Linked DNA regions of Sus scrofa: regions 1, 2, 3 and 5 are each linked to region 4. Evidence: chromatin contacts called from public Hi-C data. All regions are on one chromosome and are shown on one strand. The core of a region is the stretch at or near the end of the contact, and the rest is flanking DNA. Distances in the headings are between cores, read along the strand shown.

Region 1 (2,711 bases), core at 63-2,562, 250 kb after region 4:
CGTCCTCACTGTTGTAACCTGCGCCGACCTCCTCGCGCTCAGGGCTGCCCCCGCCGACCGCGCCAACCCCGGGGGCTTGACGCCGCCTCTTGCTGTGGCCCGGCCCGGAGCAGCAGCCGCCCACGCCCACGGTGCCGCCCACACCCACCACCACGCCCGCCGCGCCCACCCCCGCTGCCGCTGCACCCAACGCGTCACCAGGACCGCCGCCGGGACCGCCGGGACCCCCGCAAGGAGGAGGAGAGGCCTGCTGTGGCCGGGGTCCCGCCACGGCGCCGGGCGGCACGGCCAGCGCCCAGCGGTGGAGTGCACCTGGTGGCCCCGGGAGCGGGCCCTGAGGCGGTGGCGAAGCTCGGGGACGGGGCCCCACGACGCCCGAGTCACGGTCGCGGTCGCCACCACCCACGCCCGTGCCACCGCCGCCCACGCCTACACCCCCGCCGCGCCGCGGCGCCGGGGGCAGCGGCCCGGGCGGCGGCGGCTCGTTGGCTGGGTCGGCGTCGGGAGGCGGCGGCTTCTTTTTGGGGAGAATAGTCATGGCGGCACTGCCGAGTACCCCCCAGCAAACCCGGCGCGGGGCACGCTGGGAGAGGACCCGGATGAGGGGGCTACAGTGGTGCGCGAAGCACGACGGGATCGCCGGGACCCGGATAAAGAGATCGCGGCACCGGTTCTCGAACCGTCGGCGGCGCGCAGGTCACGCGGCTGGAGAACCCGGATGTGAAGTCCAAGATGAAGGCACCGGTGCGAGCCTGTCGTAGCCTTCTCCCCAAGTCCAGCAAGATTATTGCTACGCTCGTTCCGGCCTTCGGCTTCAAAGGAAACAGAACCAAAACAAGCACCTCTTCGCCCCGCCCCCTCGCAGGTTCTTGAACTACCGGGTGGGGCCCGGGGCGTTGCGCACGCGCGCCGGGGCACAGCCCCGCCTCTCTCTCGGAAGTACGTGGGCAAAATCTTCACCGCCGCCACAACAATTGCGGGTACCAACCAATCGAAGCGGCTGCGTGGGTCCTCGGTGATGCCCACGGGCCAATCAGAAGCGAATAATCGCCCTCCCCTGCCCTCCGTCTCAGATTTCAGTCAAAGTCGGCACCCTCGTTCCTTGCCTTTCCTCTCGTCGTCCCCGTCCTGCTCTTCTCTCCCCGAGGCTCTGACTCGCAAGCGGGGGTACTGCAACTGGACAGCGTGGCCTGCCCCGCACACGACAGTTTTAAAATCGCCTCCCTTCCAGGCTTCCAACTTGGCTGCAGTCAGCCGGACTGACAGGAAAATATCAACACTCCCAGAGCTTAGCTAGACCCTGAAGCGTCAGTTCCGGTTCCACCCACCTGCAAATCCACATCCGGTGAGGAGGCGGGCGCCGCTTCACCCTGGCAACAAGCCTAGTTCTGCGGTGATTGGTTAAGAGATATCGTCACTCACGTCGGACGGGCCAACCTTGGGACAGACTGAACCGTGGGGACAGGGGGTGTTTGGAAAGCAGACACGCCCTCTCTGGCACAGCCGCACTCTCGCCCTCGCGTTGACCTCCCCGCCCCTGTGGCTAGTGCGCAGGCGCGGCAAAGCCTTTTCCTCTCCACCCCCCCACACCTCTTTTTTTCTTCTCCTCCCCCCGCACCCCCAAACTGAGTGTACCTGAATCGAGCGAAGTTTATAAACCAGCTCCGTCACCAACCAGCGTTTCACAATGAGGTTGGTAAAATTCCTGCTACTGCACGGATGGAGAACTAAAAGCTAATCCTGGCTCTGCCACTCCTGAGTGATCTCTGGCAAGCCATTTAAAACCCACCCAATCCTCAATTTCCACTTCTCTATAAAATGGCCATGATCATTCCAATTTACGCCTCAGAGATTAATGCTTACAAAGGGCCTCCCGCTGTGCCTAGGACACAGTAAGTGCTCAATTAATTATTCTGCATGTCAGTGCAAAGGAAAGGATCTCAGGCTTTGGAGTCAGGACGACCTCTGTTCCAGGCATGGGCGAACCATTACCAACTGTCTGACCTTGAGCAAGTCATTGTGTAAATTTTACCTCTTGTTACCTCTGTGTGAAACAAGAATGATAATGCCTGCCCAAACTACCTCAGGGTGCAGTTGGAGAATTCAGATGAGCTCACGAACCACGAAGGTGTCGGGAGAGGTGAGGGTTCCCTGCCAATCTTAGGAACCAAGCAATACAAGCTCTTCTGAGTGCCACCTAATTTTCTCCCTTCAGATGCCAACCCTAGTTGAAGTTCTTACTGAAGGGTGGCAGTAATAAACAGAATAGAGCTGTGTTTTCTTTTTCTTTCTTTCTTTTTTTTTTTTTTGGTGGTGTTTTCAGCTCATGAGACTTAATGGGCTTATGGTGTTTAGGGAACTGTGCAAAATGCCTGCGCACATTATCATACTGATTCTTCTCGTGACCGTCTCACTCAACCCTATATCCCACTCCCTGCTGGATATTTGTCCAGCATTACACATCTGGATCTGAACTTACAATAATAATTGTAGGTAGCCTTTACCAAGTAGTTGCTATGTGCCTGTCATTATGTGTGCAACAGCTTTGATGTTCCCACTGACAGTGAATGAATGACACCCAGCCTTTGCCCAAGCCAGGGAACTTGGAAGTCAACTGCTCCTTCTTCCTCAACTTCCACATACCTGTTGATCCCAAGTCTTGCCACTTCTATCTCTGAAATCTTTTGACTTTCCAACTCTTACTGCCACTT
Region 2 (2,821 bases), core at 31-2,530, 140 kb after region 4:
TAAAGGATTCGGCATTGCACTGAGCTCTGGTGTAGGTCTCAGACACGGCTCCAAACTGGTGTGGCTGTGGCTGTGGCTGTGGTGTAGGCCGGCAGCTACAGCTCCGACTGGACCCCTAGCCTGGGAACCTCCATATGCTGCGAGTGCAGCCCTAAAAAAAGAAGATGAAGAAAAGAAAAGAGAAAGTGAAAGAAAGAAAAGGAAGGAAGAAAATGCCCCAGAGGCCAGTATGTGGCCTGCAAAACCTAAAATATTTACTATCTGGCCCTTTACAGAAAAAGTTTGCCAACCTTTGTTGTACAGAAACCTCCCTTCTGACTATACAAAAAAAGTGGGTCTTGGCCCTTACAAGACTCCCTACTCTTTCACTTTGCAAGCATCACCTCAGAACGTTCCTCTGTGTTTATCACTGCATATACATGTTTTCTCTGGCGTACGTGGAGGTGTAAAGGTCTTTTAGCTGCGACCCTCTTCCACTGGGACAAAAGACACGTTCAGGTAGGAAAAGAGTGGAAGGGAAGACTAGGTTGAAACGGGTTTGCAAGAGTGTCAGAGGGCCCAGCTACTGGGCGGTGGGGCTGTCAATCTGTTGGTTAGTCAGCGATGCTGAACCCCAGACCCCTTATCTCTCCCGCCCCAGCCTACAGCCCGGTAGGAAATGGTGAAGAATGAGAGAGGGAGATTAGGAGGACAAACCGGCCTCCTGCGAGGCTGATATTCAGACATTTAGCCATGGGGTGGGAGAGAGTTGGGAGGGCGCATTGTGGGGGGGGGGCGCAACTCCCCCCTACCCATACACTTTCTATTCCAGCTTGCGTGCAGAGGTTACCCACTGGAGGGAGCAGACAGGAAGAGCTGTCACCCAAGAAAAACTCCCCTCCCAAGGTCCATTCTGACTCCCCGGCACTATTATCACAATTTCCCAGAGGAGGAAACTGAAGCACAGAGTCGTTCAGTAACTTGCCCAAAGTCACATGGCTAAGTCCCATAACCTCAGTTTCCTTATCTGCAAAGCAGCCTTAGTACTGGGAAGTACCTCATAGAACTGTGGCTTACGACAATGCCTGTCACATACAACTTGCTATCGTCACGATCATTCCCCCTTCCATTCCACCATCCATTTTCGCGGCAGACTATTAATAGCTAACATTTGGTGAGTGCTTCCTTGCGTACCACCTTAGTGAATATGAACTCAGAAAATTCTCACATTTGTCATCATCACCACTCCCTTTTTGGCCGCCACCAGCCTCGTCCAATTTCCACCGCGCTCCAGGCCCAGCCACCAGCCCGCCCGCGCTACGTCATCACGGCGCGCCGCGCGGGAAGCCAGGGGGCAGGGAGAAGACGCCCTTTCCTAACTCCCTCGCTTGCTTGCTTGCACTCTTGAGTCACCGCACGGTACAGTTGGCGCGAGTCCGGTGGGCTCCTAAGGTAACTGGACAGGGACAAAGAAACCGCGGTCACGACCGCCAGGGTGACAGCTGTGGCGATTGGGGGAGGGGAGAAGCTTGAGCCCGAGCGCCGCGTCAGGCAGCCGGCGCGCGCTTCACGCAGGCGCGGCACGGCCAGCGTCGCGCACTGACGCGCTGATCCGCCGTTTGTGCGTTCCGCTGGAGGCGCAAGGCCGGCTCTCCCCGGTGTGGGCGGGATCGGGGCGGGCTGTAGAGAGATCTGGCCCAATGGAAAAGAGAGGCTCAGGCACCCGCGGCCCTACAGGTCGCCGAGAAATTGGCGGCGCGCGCCAAGGGCGGAGTTTGAGAAAGGGGCTGCGCCAAGTGAGTGGAGGGATTCGTCAACGTCGACAGCGGGGGCGGGGAGGGGGGGGCGGGTCTGGGGGAGGGGCTCGGAAATGGCTGTAGGGGCTTGGGGAAGCGTTTGGGGTTGGGCCTGGGCAGGGGGTGGAGCCTGGCGGAAGGGAAAGGGCAGTCCCCTGAGGAGCTGGGCTCCTTGAAACGTTAGGGGCGGGATCTAGCCTAGTGGAAGGTGCCGGTCCAGCCCGATAAGGGGTGGAGTTAAGTGGATCGTTAAGGGTGGAGTCGGGGCCCGGGGCTGGGGCTGGCTGAGTGAAAGGGTGGGTGATTATCCTGGGAGATTGGCTGGCCAGGGCAGGTTTGCGAAGGGGTGGGGTCTGGGCGAGGCTTTGAGGAATGAAAGGATCTGGGAATGGGGCTTGATAGAGTGAAAGGGGCGGTGATTAGCTGGCAAGGGCTGGCTTAGATCAGGACTGGGCCAGGGGGTTAATTGCTCTGTGAAAGAGCCAGACCGAAAGGGTAAAGAATAGTGTAAAGGGGTGGAGCCTCGTGGAATGGGCGGGACCAAGTGGAATGGACACCCCCTTGGAGGGAGAGAGCCTTGAGAGAGGCGGAGTTTAGAGGTGGTGGGGAATAGATAGCCTAAGGGATGGAGGCTAGCGTAGGGGGCGGGGCCTGGGAAGGGGCTGGGATGAGGGGTCTTCAGGGCGCTCGGGGCCCCTTCTCAGTCACCTCCATCCCACCCCCCAGAACCGCGTCAGGGGTGAAGTCTCCCCAGCCATGACCTCCACCGGCCAGGATTCCACCACAACCAGGCAGCGAAGAAGTAGGCACAACCCCCACTCCCCCCCACACGACTCCAGCGTCACCTCGGTGAGGCCCCTGACCGGCCCTCTTGAGGGGGAGGGGGAGCAGTGGGCCGTGTACTGGACTCTGACCCTTCTCTCTGTTTGGCAGAAGCGAGGTGTTAAAAAGGGTGCCGGACTCCGCTCCAGCCCCAATCTAGCGGATGTAAAGAAGAAAGGCAGAATGAAGAAGCTTAGCCAAGCAGCCGAGCAAGACCTAATCGT
Region 3 (2,700 bases), core at 73-2,572, 200 kb after region 4:
ATAACACCCATAGTGAAGGCTCCACCGCAATCATCCACAATTCGCCATGGGCTGCAAGCGGGAAGGGGAGGATAGGGTTAATGTGAGCCCTCCCCCATTTTATGTCACAAGGACACTTTCCAGCTGGGAGAAACTACGTCACTCAAATGGGGAGCAGCACTTCAAATAATAAAGAGGGTATTTTCCTCCATATTCTCGCAAAGAAACAGTGCGGAAGGGGGAAAAACATTAGTCGTTGCCCTTGTCCGCCCCTCTCCTTCACAGCCAACTGGTTTACTGCTAGCAAAGATTAAATGACTTGATTGCAAGCAAAGAGTGGGCACGTTTAAATAAGCGCTACGGAAGTGTTAACAAGCTGGCACTGTAAAGTACAACGGGGGTCGCACCCCCTCCTCCGACAATGAGCTCGTCCAGCCACGCTCTTCCCTTTCTTCACCTTGCACGAGGGAGGAAAAACCTAGCTGCAGACCGTGGGGACGATCCGACACCCCCTCCTTGCCCACAGTGGGCTCACCCAAGCCCCGCCTCCATTCACCAAAGGGACCTGGGAAAAACCACGCGCGGTAACCCTGGGGATTTCCGCCTAGCAACACACCACCCCCCGGCTGGAATGGATTCGACCAACGTGTCTCTTTCCGTTAACAAGAGGGACCGGGGACAAGAGTCAAGGGAAACGTGGAGTGGTTCGTCCTGCACCGCACCAGCTCCTTCAAGCACACAGTTGTGGCCCCTCTTAACGGAGCCCAAGTAAGGAAACAAGTGGACGGGAGCGGAAGGAGACAACAAACGTTTAAAAGTCTCCCGAGTCTGGGACGTGGCGCTGTGTAGCCAGCGCCTCCCCCGCCCGCCTCCCACCGCTGGCCGTGGCGCCGCAGCAAGAGTCCCGAGGCCTGTGCCCCTCGCCGTACCAAGGCTCCCGAGCGTACTCCTCCATGGCGCCGGCGTCCGGCCGCGCAGTCTGGCTAAATCCCGGCCGGGCCACACCCCCACTGTAAACGCACACAGGCGCCCGAGCTTTCCACCTATTCCAAGGTAATGATTGGGTCCTTTCGCCAGACGTCAGGCCAAGGCGCACTCTCATTGGCCAGTTAGGTTTCCGTCATCTGTTCTCTGCAGCCCGAGCGTCGCCCAGTTACCTCTGGCTCAGGGAGAGAGGGCCTCATTCTTTCCCTCAGGAGAAAAAGAGTCGTGGTCCTGGCGATCATAAAGGCGTCGAGAGAGAGGCCGACAGTCTGACAGCCTTCCGCAACCCGCGTGACTGTATTGGTAATGTCGGGGTGGGCGCATTTTTTGGAGCTAGAGGAAACCCTGCTCCCCCCACCCCTGCTCCTTGGTTCCTTCCACCCGGCAGTCTTTGGGGGACGTTGGGTGAGCCCATTTCTGGGGCGCGGGGGAGCGGCGCTTGGCCCCTTCGGCGATGGGTGGAGCCTAGGCCTGGGAGAGGAGGCCTGGGAGAGGAGTCCTGTCCCGGAGCACCCCGCCTGGAGAGGAGAGTTGGCGAGAATTTCGGTGATACTGCCGTTTATCCCTTCCACCTTTTAGCGGGTAGGTTCTGTTGCCCAGCTCCTGGTGCAGGTGGGTAGGTGGGAGTCTAGATGAGTGCATGTTGGGGAGAGGCGCTTGCTTACGAGCTCCAGATTCAAATCCTTATCTGAACTGCTTTCTCGTCTGTCCTTCCCTAGGTCTGTCTGCTACCCGCTATGCCGCTGCCCGTTGCGTTGCAGACCCGCTTGGCCAAGAGAGGCATCCTCAAACATCTCGAGCCCGGTGAGAGAGCTAAGAGCAGATGGGCCTACCATGTGCCAGGCTTGACAGGCACTTTGTTGTTGATATTGCCACTCGATCCCTAGTATGGGCCTACTATATACCAAGCAGTGGGCTGGCAGACATTTTGTTGTAAACAATACGTATTCCTGACGCCGATTCCTACCGCGTGCGCGCGGACGCCTACGGTGGGGGTGGGGCAGGGAATAGACATTTCAGCTTTAGTCGTACCTAATACTGACAGCTGATGCTTATCTTGGATCTTCATACGCCAGATTTAATCCAATCGATCCCTGGAAGAGTATCTAAGGATATTAATAGTAAACTGACATCTATTACAGCCTCTTTTGGACCAAATACAGTGGGAGGAGGCTGATATTTTGTTCTTTACCATACTAGTAGGTAACATTTTTTTCAGATCTACTGTAGAGCCAGGTACTGTTCAGGCGATATATACCGACTTGTTCACCAGTTCAATAACTGACATGTATTTCGGGTCTGCTTAAGTGGCTGGCATATGCATTATGGTTTACAGTATGTAAAATAATGGTAGGGGAGTTCCTGTCGTGGCGCAGTGGTTAACGAGTCCGACTAGGAACCATGAGGTTGCGGGTTCGATCCCTGGCCTTGCTCAGTGGATTAAGGATCCAGCGTTGCCGTGAGCTGTGGTGTAGGTCGCAGACGCGGCTCGGATCTGGCGTTGCTGTGGCTCTGGCGTAGGCTGGCAGCTCAGCTCCGATTGGACCCTTAGCCTGGGAACTTCCATATGCCGCGGGAGCGGCCCAAGAAAAGGCAAAAAAACAAAAAACAAAACAAGGATAATGATAGGATCTGTCATTTTGGCCTGCTGTGCTGCCGTTGCCAGTATTTATACCTTACTGTCATTACAGTAAAAGTTGGCATCTATTTTGGGCTAAGGTGTGGCCGTGTACTGGA
Region 4 (2,700 bases), core at 115-2,614:
CATTAGGGCAAGATCTCAAAAACAATGCACCCCTCACCAACTGTGGACCCTGAGTGTAGATACAAAATTGAAGTATATGTTACAAATCCGGTCACCATCAGAAACATTTAGTGATGACCAAGTGCTCACACTTTAACTGACCTTTCGATTTTTTTCTACCCAGCACCTCAAGTGCCCATATGCACACTTGTAATAGAATCAGAGCTGATACAAAGGCCTGCTTGTGTTTTCAGCAGTGGAGGCAGTGCTGGGCATACACTTGGAGTTTCTGAGTGAATTAAGAGAAATTTGTCCCGTCTGGTGAAAGCGGGAGACTCAGGGCACAGGCTTCCTAAAATTGGGGGCACTGTGTTAAATGATCAACAGTCCCCTCCCTTTCAGCATGTGACTGACCCAGGCCAGTGAACTGGGGCCCCACCTATACCATCTATATCCCTGTGAATCATGTATGTATTTATATTTATATAATGCATATAATCTAGACTTATAGTTTAGTTTACATATATAATGTAAACATTGCAGACTTTAAAGTAGGTATCACTGTGATGTACATTAAATAACACCTAGCAATCATAGCAATCCTGTCGTGGTCTGACCAGGCCTAACCATCGCTTTGCACAACATTGAATACTGGGTAAAGTTTGTATTCTCTTAAATACATTTTGTCAAAGGCCTCGCTGTCAGGGCTTTGAACTCCTGTAATTTTGTACCAGTCTTTTCAGGAGTAAAATTAATAATTTTAGTACATCATATCTGAAGACCACAAGATGTTCACCGCAATTTTCAGTCCTGGCCCAACTGTGCTCATCCTATTGTGGCAAGATGTACTTTTATTTAAAGTAACTTCTGAGAGTTTTCCTAAAACTCAAAGAACGCCTTTTGTTTTGACTAGAGAATAATGAATGCAAGAACCCCTGGGCAGTGGCAAGAAAACCCTAGTGGGATAGTTACAGAGTTTACGATTGTATGGCTCAGTGCACTAGGCACCACGCCCTGGTGTGTGATCTTACTAACCCCCAGGAGTAAACATTAATTTTTACCCCTTCTACACGTAAACAATCTGAACCTCCGAGGCGGTATTCGAACCCATCACACGAAAGCCCCAAAGTGCAGCTTAAGAGGCCAGGCACAAGGGTCTGGCACCCACTGCGCATGCTCCGAACCCGTGACCAATGGAAGCCCGGAGCGCGGAAGCGGAGGCGGGGCTGTGTTATTCTCCGAACCCTTGCAGCTTCAAAGAAGAGCTGGGAGGAGAATTTGACTATCGACCAATCAGAGCCCTGGATCCTGCTCTCCCCACCCCTGAGCCAATTACCGGCTCCGCTGCTTAGCGAGCTACTTCGAAATTAAGGAATAGAGGGGACGGTGAGAGTGGTTTAAGATGGCGGGTGTAAGAGCTGCTGAGGGCGCGACCAGCGTGAGCACACCCCCCTGAAGCGGCTGGGAGTCGGGAGGACGGTACAGGAATCTTGGGACAAGCAGGATGGCGACAGTCCTTTCTCCATTAGGGAATGAGGCAGCCGTTTTTTTCCTCCACCACAAACAAAATTGTTTCTTACAAGATGGCCACCCTCTCCGCAGTGGTACGATCCTGGGCAGACTGTTCCATTTTGCGTCCCCCCCCAACCCCCACCCCCGGCCCTCAGTAGTCCGTTCCAGGCTGCAGGAATGGATTACTCCTGGGCTCCCTGTCAAGGGTGTGGGCGGTCCCTGGTACTCAGAGACCGGAAAGTGGAAACTCCTAGAGTCATACAAATTCGGGTGTGGACCCTTCTGGTGTCACACAGGCTGGGAAATAGACACTTGGGGGTCACAGATCGTGGTAGAGAGGTAGGGAGTACCCATTTAGGGAGCGTTGGTGGTGACTTTGAGGTTGTGGGCAGTGTAGGGACTACGAGGGCACCTTTGGCTTCCGCCTGGTCCAAGGTTAGCAGCACCAGCCTAGAAGGGAAGGAGAAGGCTGGCTGGCACGGTGTTTTCCCCTGCAGGTGGAAGGAGGAGGGCATAAAACGTGGTGGGTGGGACTTCGAGTTTGGCAGGGAGGTCTCTAGGAGTATGTCCTGGCTTTGGAGGAGTCTTGGATGGTCCCAGAGAATGGATCTCTGAGTTGGGCTTTGCAGCAAGGAAACATAGAGAAAGGGCAGTGGGAAGGTCTCTGACCATCCGCCAATGATGGTTGGACCTGAACGTCTAATGGAGGACAGTGAGGAGAGGATTGGGACAGGGGTGACAATGCTAGGCTGAGGGAGGGATAGTTCATTTATCTCCAAGTTACTGGGCTACTTCATGAAAACACACACCGATGACTAATTATAACGTGTTATGTCCTCATCATTCGACTTGAATGAGTTTATTCAGTCTTCACAACAGTCTTAACTGCTATTATTATCTCCACTTTATGGATGAGAGAACTGAGGCACCTAGAGGTTAACAACTGGTAAGTGCCAGAGCCAGAGCCAAAGCTGGAGGCTTCATAATGGGTTCTATCTACTGAGCAATTCCCCCCCCCCTTTTTTTCTTGCTCTTTAGGGCCACATTCGAGGCATATGGAAGTTCCCAAGCTAGGAGTCCAATTGGAGCTGTAGCTGCTGGCCTTTGCCACAGCCACAGCAATGTGCAATCTGAGCATCAGTTGCAACCTACACCACAGCTCAAGGCAACACTGGATCCTTAACCCACTGAGTGAGGCCAGGGATCCAA
Region 5 (2,772 bases), core at 192-2,691, 220 kb after region 4:
GATGTCACCACAGGGGAGTAAACATGGGCTGGTAGGAGTGTTCTTCTCACCGTTACAGGGCCCAGAGAGTCATACAAACCATAGAAAGGCGAAATCCATCGTCAGAGATGGCGTCGCCAGGTCAAAAAGGACTCCAAAGATACTCACCAAGGGGGACCAGCCCAGCACGCGATTCCGGGGGATCACTTTGATGGCCACCTGAAGAAGTGAGCTGAGCTGAAGGGGCCAGCAGAGAACCCCCAGACCCCTCCCAGTCTGGACCCTCTTCGCCCTAGTCTTTCTGGTCCCAACCACTCCACGCCGCAACCTCAAATGAGCTGGAGCTTCTCCCCTGCCCTCCAGGTCCCCAGAAGCGAGTACACCTCTCCCACCATCTTTGGCCCTGGGCTCTCCCCCAGGCTTCAGGACCCCTCGCTCCGGGTGCGGAGTTCTGAATGTCCTAACACCCCAAGCCCTCGATTTCCCCAGCCCCAGGACTGTACGGGGGTGGGTTCTGATCCTCACGTCTCCATCCTGGACACCTGCCTCCAAAATCCCCCAAATCTCAGCTCTGGGTCCCCACCTTCCCACACATATACACCTCTCCTGGATTCCAAGGTCTAGAATCCTCATGATTTCCCCCCTCCCCCACTCCCCAGTCTCACTCTCGGGACCTCCACAATCCTTGCCTTGAACCCACCGCTCCGTTCCCCCCACATACCCACCTGGACCGCCCCCCCCCACGCCCGCGCGTCTGCGCGCGCACCCGCGCGCGCACCAGGATACCCCCAGTAACCCGGATCCCGGCCTTCATGACCCTAGCACACGCACATTGTACGCTTATTCTCTGGTCAATTAGCATCCCAGCCCCCGGGCTCCCGCCGCCGCCACACACACACCTGGCCCTCCCAAGACCCTCGTGGTGGATACCTGGAGTCGGTCTGTGACGCGATGTCCTGCGAAGACGGTGCCAAAGCCCCCCTTACCCAGGAGGGGGCCGAGTCGGTACTCGGCCTCGAACGCTTCTCGATCCTTGCCTCCTACGCAGGCGGAGGCGGGGAAGTCAGGGTGGCGGCGTGCAGAGGCCGGCCACGACCCTCTCCCCCTCCCCCCCGCGCCGCCCTCAATCACCCCAGCCCGCCCGGCCTGGTCGCCGTAGGGGAGCCTCTCTCACCTGGCGGCGGCGTGGGGGTCATGGGGGCCACGGGCAGCCCCTGCAGAGGCTTAGTCAACATGGAGGAGGAGCTGCGCAGATTGAGCCCGCTGAGCCCGCAGGGCGTGGACGCCCGGGGCAGCGAGGCTGGGGAGCCAGGACTGGGGGGCGCCAGGGTGGAAGGTAAGGAAACTGGTGGCCCAGAGGCGCCGGCAAACAGCGCGATGTTAAGATTCGCCGCGCGCGCCAGCCCCGACGCTACTGAGACAGGGCACGCGCCTCCCGAGAGAGTCGCCCCGGGCGACGGCCCCGCCCACTTGGCTTTGATCAATCCGGACGCGGCACCTGCTGCACCCCAGCCAATCGGAGCCAGTCCTTATTTGCATACCACCCTCAACGTTCCAAGCACCCTTATGCAAATACATGCCCGGATCTTCCTCGGGGGCGGGGCCTGCATGCAAATAAGGGGGGCGCGCGCGAAGAGGAAACTGGTTATGGGAATCCCTTTTGCAGCAACCGCGTTTGTTTTGGTTGTTGCGCAGGGTTGTTTTTATGTAAGTGTGTGTACGTGGATATATAAACTTAAAAAAAATTCAATGCACCGCCTCCTTTTCTAGGAAGTTGCTTTGCCGCCGCCGGAGATAACGCCAGGCCTTCTAAGGCTTCTAAGAATCCCGGCCGGTCTCCAAAGGGTGCTCCTCACACCAGAACCAGAGCCCTTTAGGCGACTGGCAGCCTCCGCCCGGAAACTGAAGCTGAGGATCCTGGAAGAACCTGTTCAGCCGTCAGGGAGGGCTAACCTCCCTCACCACCGTGGGAGGAGCACTGGTCAAGGGCAGTGTTCCCACACCCGGAGGCCACGGCCTGCGGGCTGTTTGTGCAGCCCTTAACCTAGACAGACCTGCCTAGACCTGGCTGTGAGCCCAGTCAGCAGATCTAGAATCTGGAATGGCGAATGGGGCGCGCGCGCGGGGGGGGGGGTTCTTGGGGATGGGAGCAAGCCAGAGTGGGGGTGGCTTCTTGGGCATGCTTCCGGATGAGAGAGACGGACTGAGAGAGCTCCGGGAGGTGGTCAAGTCACAGATTTGGGGAAAATAGCTCTCGTGCCGCAGGAAGAGAGACAGGCACTCCAAAGACACACACAGAACTGCCGCGAGAGAAATACACAAACATGTGCCGCCATTCATGTGAGCTTGTCCTAGACACACATGCAGATACCTACTGTCACACATAGACAGACATCCACTGTCAGGCAGGCATGCTGCCAGAGTCAAGTTCCAGAATGACACTCGAGAGATGCACTGTTACAGAAAGGCACTCCAGAGAGATTCACATAGACCTACATGTAACGAGGACACAGATATGTCCTGCCAGACACACAGCCAGAACTTGTGACGAAGACACTGGCACCATCAGACATGCAGTGTCACAGAAAAGACTTGTACTGTTCCAGAAACGAGAGACCCAGAGTCTGACACAGGAACACACACAAACACTCCAGAGACACACATGCACTGCTCCAAAGCCAGACATATACTTAGGTGCTAGAGCAACAGATAGGCAGTGTCACAAAAACAGACATGGACAGATCCAGTCACAGTCACAGACACACACATACAGCAGACGTGCAGCGCCGTCAC

The links. Hi-C and Micro-C count contacts between places; a contact is called where the count stands out from the background.
Region 1: a contact with region 4 is called in a Hi-C map of embryonic fibroblasts, with 1.8 times the contacts expected there. The contact joins the promoter of OTUD5 here to the promoter of WAS in region 4. A contact is called at or near these places in 2 of 5 promoter capture datasets (fetal liver and liver), 2 of 47 Hi-C or Micro-C datasets (embryonic fibroblasts and heart right ventricle) and 1 of 2 datasets of contacts at active chromatin or transcription factors (alveolar macrophages).
Region 2: a Hi-C map of liver shows a contact between it and region 4, with 5 times the contacts expected there. The contact joins the promoter of HDAC6 here to the promoter of WAS in region 4. A contact is called at or near these places in 2 of 5 promoter capture datasets (fetal liver and liver), 8 of 47 Hi-C or Micro-C datasets (alveolar macrophages, embryonic fibroblasts, heart right ventricle and 3 more) and 1 of 2 datasets of contacts at active chromatin or transcription factors (alveolar macrophages).
Region 3: a contact with region 4 is called in a Hi-C map of liver, with 7 times the contacts expected there. The contact joins the promoter of TIMM17B here to the promoter of WAS in region 4. A contact is called at or near these places in 1 of 5 promoter capture datasets (liver), 3 of 47 Hi-C or Micro-C datasets (embryonic fibroblasts, heart right ventricle and liver) and 1 of 2 datasets of contacts at active chromatin or transcription factors (alveolar macrophages).
Region 5: a contact with region 4 is called in a Hi-C map of liver, with 7 times the contacts expected there. The contact joins the promoter of PIM2 here to the promoter of WAS in region 4. A contact is called at or near these places in 4 of 47 Hi-C or Micro-C datasets (heart right ventricle, liver and skeletal muscle) and 1 of 2 datasets of contacts at active chromatin or transcription factors (alveolar macrophages).

The regions. Positions count from the first base shown.
Region 1 is chrX:43,028,159-43,030,869 of Sscrofa11.1, forward strand. It overlaps OTUD5 (OTU domain-containing protein 5), which reads right to left and starts at 1,313. Exons shown (of 9, transcript XM_003484107.4): 1 at 1-1,313. The coding sequence starts at 538.
Region 2 is chrX:42,916,631-42,919,451 of Sscrofa11.1, forward strand. It overlaps HDAC6 (histone deacetylase 6), which reads left to right and starts at 1,281. Exons shown (of 29, transcript XM_003360315.5): 1 at 1,281-1,431; 2 at 2,502-2,624; 3 at 2,709-2,821. The coding sequence starts at 2,532. LOC110257658 (a long non-coding RNA gene) reads right to left here and starts at 1,293. Exons shown (of 6, transcript XR_002340570.1): 1 at 1,208-1,293.
Region 3 is chrX:42,974,965-42,977,664 of Sscrofa11.1, forward strand. It overlaps TIMM17B (mitochondrial import inner membrane translocase subunit Tim17-B), which reads right to left and starts at 1,323. Exons shown (of 6, transcript XM_003360308.4): 1 at 909-1,323; 2 at 1-51. The coding sequence starts at 1,081. It overlaps PQBP1 (polyglutamine binding protein 1), which reads left to right and starts at 1,682. Exons shown (of 6, transcript NM_001246668.1): 1 at 1,682-1,767. The coding sequence starts at 1,701.
Region 4 is chrX:42,773,233-42,775,932 of Sscrofa11.1, forward strand. WAS (wiskott-Aldrich syndrome protein) reads left to right here and starts at 1,365. Exons shown (of 13, transcript XM_021080063.1): 1 at 1,365-1,583.
Region 5 is chrX:42,997,134-42,999,905 of Sscrofa11.1, forward strand. It overlaps PIM2 (serine/threonine-protein kinase pim-2), which reads right to left and starts at 1,442. Exons shown (of 6, transcript XM_003360311.4): 1 at 1,154-1,442; 2 at 910-1,019; 3 at 148-198. The coding sequence starts at 1,214.